2 separate regions of the Mus musculus genome follow, and region 1 is linked to region 2. A link is a contact called in public promoter capture Hi-C data. All regions are on one chromosome and are shown on one strand. The core of a region is the stretch at or near the end of the contact, and the rest is flanking DNA. Distances in the headings are between cores, read along the strand shown. Region 1 overlaps Ctbp1 (C-terminal binding protein 1). Region 2 holds the start of Spon2 (spondin 2, extracellular matrix protein).

Region 1 (4,597 bases), core at 182-2,681, 36 kb before region 2:
TTCTGCTGCTTACTGGGGTTGAAGCATGGCCCCTTCATTTAATTACATCTTTATTAGCTTTCTGGTTTTGACAATTTCCTTCACTACTTAATCTTGGCTGTCTTGGAACTTGCTTTGTAGACCAGGCTGTCCTTGAACTCTGAAGTCTGCTTGCTTCAGGCTCCTCAGTGCTGGGATTAAAGGTGTGCACCATCATGCTTAGACATGAACTTTTCATCAATTCCTTTCCACAAATTGGAAACTTAGCTGGGTGGAGTCTTGCCCTGAGGTCACTACTCCCTCTATTCCATTTAATATCAGGCTTTTCTTTAATCTGTGTATCTTCTTGAACACATGATTGTAGGCTTAGATTTTTCAAAACCTACTCTAATTAGGGTTCTTAACTGCTTTAACTTTCCTTCTAGCCCACCACCCACCAGAGGGAGTGGAAAGGAAAGGTTCATAGAGCAAAGGAGGATGTGGGCCTGTTTAGAAATAGTTCTTTGGGGTGATTGCAATCTTCGCTGTCAGGATATCAGCAGTTCAGTTCACGAGAATCAGCAGTGGTAGCTCAGTCCACTTGCAAACACCATTCACGAATCAGCAGTTCCATCCAGAAGAAACTACGTGACTTTGCCAATTGGCCTGAGTCCATGGAAGCAGCAAGAAGCTGCCAGAACATCACCAGAAGGTCTCTGGTACATTTTTCTCTATGAAGTCACAACAAAGATGATCAGCAAAGAGGGCAAGGCAAACCAATGCCACAGCATCGTCAGTAAAGAGCAGCATCAGCAAAGCCCAATGAAGACCAGTAAAGTGAACCAATACCATACTTTTGTCCACTGTCTGCTGAATCATCCTTATACCCTTTCCAAATATCATGGTTCCTCTTAAGTGTCTGCTCCAGCAAAACATCACATGCCCTTTTTCAAGCTGCTTCCAGAAAAGCACCATGTGTCTATTCTCAGTCAAGCATTTTCTCATAAGACAATTTCAGAAAAACATCATATGACATGACTGAGTCCACTTCACAAGATACAGTCTGGTGTTCCTTTCCTCCTCAAATTGTACATTTTGTATTTTTTCCTTGCTCAGCTTGTGTCTCTTCATTACAGATTTCCATAAGAGCACTAAGAACCCCAGGATAGAGTCAATACTAGGCGGTTTTGAGATATCCTCTGCCAACTTAATTAATCCATAAATACTCAATTTAGCTTCAGGCAGACTTTTTGGACAAAGGCAAAAAGTAGCCTTATTCTTTGTCAAAATATCACAAGAACAATCTCTAGGCCACATACTAAAATTCTTATCTTTTGAAACCTCTTAGGCCAGGGCCCTACAGTTCAATTTACCCCCCAGCACCCCCCAGCACCACTTCCTTCCATGTTCTTACTAGTGTGACCCATTAAGCAATGCTTAAAGCATTCCACTGTTTTTCTAATCCAAAGTCCACATTCCTTCAAACAAAATCATGGACCAGCCTATCACAGCAATATCACAGTCCCCATTTCCAACGTCTGTCTTAGGGTTTCTGTTGCTGTGAAGAGACATCATGACCATGGCAACTCTTTTAAAGGAAAACATTTAGTCGGGGCTGCCCTATAGTTCAAGGGTTTATGCAGGCAGACATGGTGCTGGAGAAGGAGCTGAGAGTTCCACATCTTGATCAGAAGGCAGCAGGAAGAGACTGAATCACACTTCCTCCAACAAGGCAACTAATAGTGCCACTCCCTATAGTCTTATGGGGTCCATTTTTATTCAAACCATCATCCATATCATTCATTTCTTTTTCTTTCTTTTAGTGTAAGGGGTTGTTTAAGATTCTTTTTTGAACTCACGTAGGTGCTTGCCTTTGCCTCCCAAGTGCTGAAATTAAAGTCATTAAAGGTGTGCACCACCACACCTGGCCATGTCATTCATTTCTGATAGTTTGACTTTAGAATCAGCTCATCAGTTTGTGTTTTGTTTAGTCCTTGTGGTGGTGTGAGAGTCTGGTCTCTAAAATTTACCATGTCCTCAAGACATTACATAATCCTATTATTTCATGTTTTGATTTCTCTTAGTAGAGTTCTGTAGTGATCAATACACAATGTTTGTACAGCGTTTGTAAAACCTGTTACTGTGCTTTCCTCAGTGCTGGTGATAGGACCTAAGTACCACCCCTCCAGCCTGGTTTTAGGGATAACTACTGTTAACAAGTTGTGTTTTTAATTTCCTGTAGTGTTTAGAAACACAGTTGGCCTTTGCATATTTGAGCTATACTGCAGTTTCCCTAGATCCTGGTTTGCAGGTTCTCCAGGCATTTCTCAACACCCTGCTGGGCCACACTTGCTACCATTTTTTGTTCTTGCCTCTTTGACATTAGCTGTGATGGTCAGTGCTTTATAAACTGCATTTTTCTCTCTGCTTTAGTTTGAGTCATTTCTATTGGCTGCTGTTCTGTCTTTGGTATTAGATCTTCTAATAGATTCTTCATTGCAGAATTCTTTATAGCTTTTCCAGCTCTCGAACAGGTGACTGGGTCTTTTGTAAGGACCATTTCTCTGCTACAGTTGACTGTCCTCTCCAGTTTTTCACATGTGCCTCTGATGCTGTCACGTGTTCCCAGCAGGTATCAGAAGTCCTCCCAGCTGATCCCATTGGCTGGGCTGTCTGTGGATATGCTTGTTCTTACTCTTATCTGTTAGAGTGTTTGTGGTATACTTAGTCTCGTCTAGAAAGAAATAGTAGAGGCCAAAGTAAGTGACATTTATCCCTAAAATTATTGTTCTGTGCTGTTAGGGATATCTGTGCTGGGGTGGTGCTGTCTGACAGCTTTGGGTACCTCAGGAAACAACTCTCTTTGAGCGCCCTCTGCCCATTTTCAGGGCAGCCCCCAGCTTTCACAATGGGGAGGTTTTCTCCAGGTCTCTACTGCTCACATTCTCAGCAGCAGCTGTCCTGTATTAAAAGCTTCTCTGTGACCCTCTGTCAGTCTACTTGGATTCTGCAGAGGCCTCCCTCCTGGCCTGTGACTGCTGTGTCCCTTGGCTTTAGCATTCCTTCATGGCCCTCCTGACGCACCTTCCCTGTCTTCTGTGCCATAATCCTGTAGAGTCATTGGGAGGGACTTAGAGCCTTGGTGGGCCCTGCCCTCCCTCTTGGTCCTGATGCTCTAGTGGCGTCTTCACACTTGCTCCCATCACCTTTGTGTCTCCTGCAAACTTGAGTTTCCTGGGGAGGCTGTCCTGGCTAACCTCTTTAAAGCTGCCTGTGTCCTGCCAACATGCCTGACTGTTCTCTTTGCTCTTTTCCTGGTGGGTATTAACTTTGTCTCTTGATGGATGCTGCAGGAGAGGCTTATGTCCCCAGCATTCTCTTATCAGCTGTCTGCTCCATCTGTATCCAGCATGTTGTTGATGTGTGGATATATGGAGCTGTCCCCATGCTATGCCCTTCAGCCTGTGGCTCCCACGACAGAGCCAGGCTTGCCTCAGATGACACCTGATGTGGATTTGTGCAGTTGGGCCAGGAAGGTGGCAGATACATTGCATACAGTGTACCCTCTCTGCTGCTAGATTATTTTTTCTTTCAAGATTTATTTCTTATTGTATGTGTGTGTGTGTGGGAAGAGGTATGTTCATATGAGTACAGGTGTTCACAAATGCCGGAAGTGTCAGATTCCTCTGAAGTTAGAGTTAAATGTGGTTCTAAGCTGCTTGACATGAATGTTGGGGATCGAACTTGGTTCCTCTACAAAAGCAGCAAGCACTCCTATCCTCTGAGCCAACTCTTCAAACACCTGCTGCTGGATTCTAATGTTCAGTGTGGTTCCAACATGTGCTGTTTGTGGCCAGAATTGAGATTCCAAGGGTGTCTGATAAGTAGACCCACTGATAAATGGTCAGGGGAGGGGGCCAAGCTTATTGTGTATTGACTTTATATATTAGTGAGTATAACTGATCAATGGCAGGCTGCTGGAGGGTGACAGCTAGCATCATTCCTCCTACCCCTTGATTGTGGTGCCTCAGCACCAGGGAGCAGATGTGCTGCAGAGTGTGTGTGACTGAGATCCCAGAGATCTAGGGAAACTTTGGTAGGCAGGCAGAGTTACCTGGGAGGCCCCTTGAATTATGGCTGTGAGGCTAGCAGCAAGCTCTGAGGATGCATGTCTCACTTCCTCTTGACTCTGCCAGGTCGTGTGGGCCAGGCGGTGGCACTTCGGGCAAAGGCTTTTGGCTTCAACGTCCTCTTCTATGATCCATACCTATCTGATGGAATCGAGCGGGCCCTGGGGCTACAGCGCGTGAGCACGCTGCAGGACCTGCTCTTCCACAGTGACTGCGTTACCCTGCATTGCGGCCTCAATGAGCACAACCACCACCTCATCAATGACTTTACTGTCAAGCAGGTACGCTGCAGCTTCCCCACCACCCTCCTCCCCTCTCCCACAGGGCAGTGCTGTCCCTTCTTCACAGTGTAGCCCTCTACTCTTCCCTCAGAGTTTACCCTTGTCCCTTCCCCCCAGGAGACAGTGGGCCTCTGGCCTAGACAGCAGCAGTAGTTAAATTCCTGGGCCTGTCTCATTCTGTTGATACATCAGGGTATACTTGCTGATGCTACTGCCCACCTGGCCCAG
Region 2 (4,533 bases), core at 1,103-3,602:
TAGAGGGACTGTAAGCAAAGGCCCAGTGCTGGGACTGTCCAGTGCCCAGTAGAGAGGGGGAGGGGAGCTCACGAGGGAGCCAGTCTGGTAGCCCCATTCTGGGAATACTGCCCAAGGCTGGACTCTTGAAAGCATTTGTATAGAGAGCATGCATCATGGAGCCAGGTTGGAGCCGGTGAGCAATGGAGTGTGGGTCGGTGGGTGCCTGCGGGTATGGTATCTGAGGGTGAGTTTTTAACTCATAGCTGGGACACCTGGCAGCCAGGCATGCCCGAAGCCTGCGTGCACCACAGGAGACAGCCATGCTATGGGTGGGGATCCCAAGCTTGAGTCAGCAGATGTGACTTGGGAGCATGTCTCTGCCCAGGTCAGGCCTAGGAGCCTGTGCCACACCTAAGGAGGGATATAAGCCCTGAAAGAACCATTGTTACACTGTGGCCAAGTCCTCCCCGTGTCCCATCATGTCCATGAACATGCTCAGGGATTTTCCTTTTTAGGGGACACTGCCACCACTAAAGGAATTTCTTGCCTGGCTAGCCTCCTGCCCAGCCCTCCTGGGGCAACCCTGGCTTGGCGGTGGCCACTCTGTTTGGAGGTGTCTGGCTTTGGCTTGTTCTCATTGCCAAATCAGTGGCTACCCAAGTCACTTCATGGACTTGAGGCTGAGAGAGAAGCTTTCTGCTGCCCTGGGCTGGGGCTGTTGATGACTACCTTGTCGTTTGGAATACAGTGAGCCTTAGGGGCTACGCTGGGCATAGGGATCTGGACTGAAGTTGCCCACAGTGACTCTTGGCTGAGCTGGAGTCATTTAGTATCCTCTTCCTAGGAGCCTAAGCTCTGGTAGGTGGACATTGGCCTGGCTAGCTCTAGGTACAGATCTATGACTGCTCTAAGGACCCCCCCCCCCACACACACACACAAAAACACATAGCACAATCAGCACTGGCTCCTGCATCCCCTCTCCAGTAACACTGTGAGCATCCTGGTCCCTGAAGCTCTGGAACTCTTGCCAGATGTGAGAAACCTGGATCCTATGACAAGCATGGTCCATAGCTAGTCACAGAGCACAAGGCAAATTAGAGGAGAGCAGGCCTCTGAATGAAAGGTCAACAGTAAAGATCCCTCGGGGTCCACAGGGCCAAGTCCATTTCATAAGAGCGTCTGTCTACGCCCATTGTCCGTTGAGGCATAGTGGGATTTTCTAAGCTGCCTTAGGGCGCCTTTATCTGAAAAGGGGAAGAAAGTCCTTGTTCTAGTGTTTACGCAGGCTTAATTGTCGTCATGGCTTCCTTCTGCATCGGTTGGATGAGCTGTAGTAGATACAGCAGTTCGACCATCTTCTCTCTGGCCACACGGTGGGAATATGTACTGCTGACAAGCCATGCCACATCGCTACTCGATGTGCGACCTACAGCTGCTCAGCTTAAGCCATTGAGCAACTGCTGTTAACACAGGCTAGCTTGCTTATTGTAAGTGAGTTGCACACGGGTAGCTACAGCCACAGAAGCTTTAGGCTTCTTGGTGACTTTCACCAGCAGCTTGAGACGTTCTGGGGCAGTCTGTCTTTGGTCTCTAGGCCTGGTGCCTAAATGCTATGTCCACAGTTGCCGCTATGTGGCTGCCTTATTTATTTGAAATGAGGGTGAAGTCATTCTCTTTGTTTGCATTTGAGCTTCGCAGATTCTATTTATTCTCTCTCACTGTCTGTCTGACAGTGAAACATTAACTTGGTCCAAAACCCAGAATGTGTCTTGGAGCAGCTCCCTGGATATTTTGGTACGTGGGGGACCCGGCAGAGGTTGCGTTTGTCGTCTCTCTCCACTCTTCTTTCTACTTAGTTCTTAGGCTTCCTCAGTAGTTTTGAGAGTATTTCCCTGACACTGCACTGCAGTAAACATCAGAATCTACTACCCAGTCCAAAGGAACACCAGAGGCCTGGAAGCTGGGAGGAGGTGGACCAAGGAGCAGCTTGAAATCCCCGAGCTGCTTTCCTTCGGCTGGCCAAGTGGGCCCTCAGACCCCTATGAGAAAGAGGTGTCTGGCTGGCTGAAACCCAGAGCCCCAAAGCCTTTTACAGCTAAGCTGGTAGATCTGGGGCTCCTCAGCACCCCAACACACACACACACACACACACACACACACACATTTGTCAAGTGGAGAAATGTGGGTCACATCTCGACCACATCTGTGGCAAAGTTCAGACAGGGCACCAATGTGGCCTCTGGCCCCAGACTCCTATCTCTGAACACAGAGCCCCTTGCAGCACCACCCAGAGACAGCCTGTGAGAGGAGGGAGGAGGGCGGAGAGAGGGAAGGGAGAGGGAAAGACAAAGAAAGGGGTGCGGCAGGGCAGCAGTTAGCCCGAGGGGGCGGAGAGTGAGCTCAACTTGGAGCAGGTCACAGCAGTCAGAACTAGTGAGAAGGTTGAGCAGAGAACCCCTGCAGCAGGAAAACCTCTTGCTTCCTTGTCTCAAGCCCCTTCTGGCACTTTCTGGGACCAGGCACTGAGGCAGAAGACAGGAAGAGCTGGGGCCTATCTGCTGGCCAGAGGCACTAACCTTGGGCACACATAGGATCTGGGAGCTCTGGGACCAATCCTCCAGCTGACAAGCCCAGCAGCCTGCCTCTGACGCTTTTGCCAGGTGAGTGGTTGTTCACATCTCAAGAGGGCCTGGGGCTCCTGGAACAGCAATCTGTAACACTCAGAGACTACCCTGGGGGCTGGGCATGACCTCAGCTTTGCTAATCTAGCCCCATGCACAGCTAGTCCATGAAGTGTACAAGCCAGGCGCACTTCACAGTGCAGGGGACACAATGTAGAGCGGCCAGGAGGTGTGTGACAGAGATAATTGTAAACCCATTGACCTTTTGTCCCTTGGACTACAGTCCTGGGGGCTGTAGTTCACAAGTTACACTGACATTCTTGCAGACAAGCAGTGAAACCGGCCACGTACCTGGTGCCCTTTTCACTGGGCGGCATCTGGGAAACTCTCGAAGGACATTCTGGGGACCAAACGGTGTGTTTGCAGGCATCTCACTCTGGGAGCTCGTTCTGTTCTCTCCTGGGGCTCCGTGGACAGGGGCCCTGGGACTAAAGGTGCCAACTCTTCTCTCCCTCTGCTGTAGGTGATGGAAAACGTGAGTCTTGCCCTGGGCAGAGCTCTTTGGGTCTTCCTCCTGGCCATGATAGGCTCCACCACGAGCCAGCCGCTGGGGGGAGAATCGGTTTGTACAGCCCGGCCTCTGGCTAGATACAGCATCACTTTCATTGGCAAGTGGAGCCAGACAGCATTTCCCAAGCAGTACCCCCTGTTCCGGCCCCCTGCACAGTGGTCCTCTCTGCTGGGTAAGGGCACCTTTCCTCCTTCTGCCTCATCCTGGAGGCTACAGGGCAGGAAGCAGTACCTGCTGGCTTCACAGCACACAGTACAAGTCACTGTCATCTGAGAAACATCCAACACAGGAAGCCCTTGCTAAATACCCACTGTCCCAGTGGCTGTTGGAGGGCACAGTAGCTGCGGGAAAGCTGGGGACACCAGTCACCCAGCCAGGCGTCTTAGCCACATAAGTGTGAAGGATGTTACGGTCTCTCTGTGTTCAAAGTGGATGTGGCTCCTTACCATTCAGTCAGGGAGCTGATATTTGGGGAGGGGGCGGGGGCAGGGGGAGAGGGACATGTGTCCCCTGGGGACAGCCCCGTGGGATTAAAGTCTATAGCCCTGCTGCTGTCCACCCCGCTGGATACTCATGCAGTCAGGCCTTTGCACAGGGGCAGCTCACAGCTCTGACTACAGCATGTGGCGGAAGAATGAGTATGTCAGCAATGGGCTGAGGGACTTTGCTGAGCGTGGTGAGGCCTGGGCACTGATGAAGGAGATCGAAGCTGCAGGAGAGAAACTTCAGAGTGTGCACGCAGTGTTCTCAGCTCCTGCCATCCCTAGCGGTACCGGGCAGACTTCCACAGAGTTAGAGGTGCACCCTAGGCACTCGCTGGTAAGTTGTGGCTAGCCTGGGAGAGGGTATGTCCCGATGGCTGCAGCTGCTAAGTCTTCTGGTCCCATCCAGGTGTCCTTCGTGGTACGCATTGTCCCCAGCCCTGACTGGTTTGTGGGCATCGACAGTCTGGACCTGTGTGAGGGAGGCCGCTGGAAGGAGCAGGTGGTCCTGGATCTTTATCCACACGATGCAGGGACCGACAGTGGTTTCACCTTCTCCTCCCCTAACTTTGCAACTATCCCACAAGACACAGTGACTGAGGTAAGTGGTCTGCAGCCCTTGCCCCTCCCCATAGGCTGCAGCCACTCCCCAATGCACAGGCAGCTCTTGTCTCTGAGGTGGGTGCAACAAAGAGGGTGCCTGGCCTGGTTGTGAGGATGTTGTTTACTCTAAAGGACAGGGCAAAGGCTTTGCCACGCCCCAGGCGGACCTCTGGGCACTCCAGCCTGTGGATGCTCTTTAGAGAGTAGTCCCATTTCTGGTGCCTTCAGGTTAACAGTGGAACGCCTGGGATCTGGCAATCCTGTAGAGAGAAGA

The links. Promoter capture Hi-C pulls out the DNA fragments that hold promoters and counts their contacts.
Region 1: a promoter capture Hi-C map of liver shows a contact between it and region 2, with 1.8 times the contacts expected there. The contact joins the enhancer-like site here to the promoter of Spon2 in region 2. A contact is called at or near these places in 5 of 39 promoter capture datasets (HPC-7-derived erythroid cells, liver, neural stem cells and 1 more), 6 of 15 datasets of contacts at CTCF or cohesin (the G1E-ER4 cell line, the NIH/3T3 cell line, embryonic stem cells and 1 more), 107 of 484 Hi-C or Micro-C datasets (3T3-L1-derived adipocytes, the AML12 cell line, B cells and 61 more), 10 of 115 datasets of contacts at active chromatin or transcription factors (the NIH/3T3 cell line, astrocytes, cardiomyocytes and 5 more) and 4 of 9 other capture datasets (adipose tissue, embryonic stem cells, liver and 1 more).

What each region holds. Positions count from the first base shown.
Region 1 is chr5:33,250,630-33,255,226 of GRCm38.p6, reverse strand. It overlaps Ctbp1 (C-terminal binding protein 1), which reads left to right. Exons shown (of 10, transcript NM_001198861.1): 6 at 4,155-4,369. Among named protein-coding and RNA genes, the nearest start is that of Ctbp1, 22 kb to the left of the region's middle. Within about 2 kb of position 1,431, at least 5 of the 459 cell types and tissues checked have an H3K27ac peak or open chromatin away from gene starts, as enhancers often do. A contact at or near this core is called in liver, where this site is marked.
Region 2 is chr5:33,216,057-33,220,589 of GRCm38.p6, reverse strand. Spon2 (spondin 2, extracellular matrix protein) reads left to right here and starts at 2,352. Exons shown (of 6, transcript NM_133903.3): 1 at 2,352-2,642; 2 at 3,127-3,346; 3 at 3,770-3,993; 4 at 4,066-4,257. The coding sequence starts at 3,130.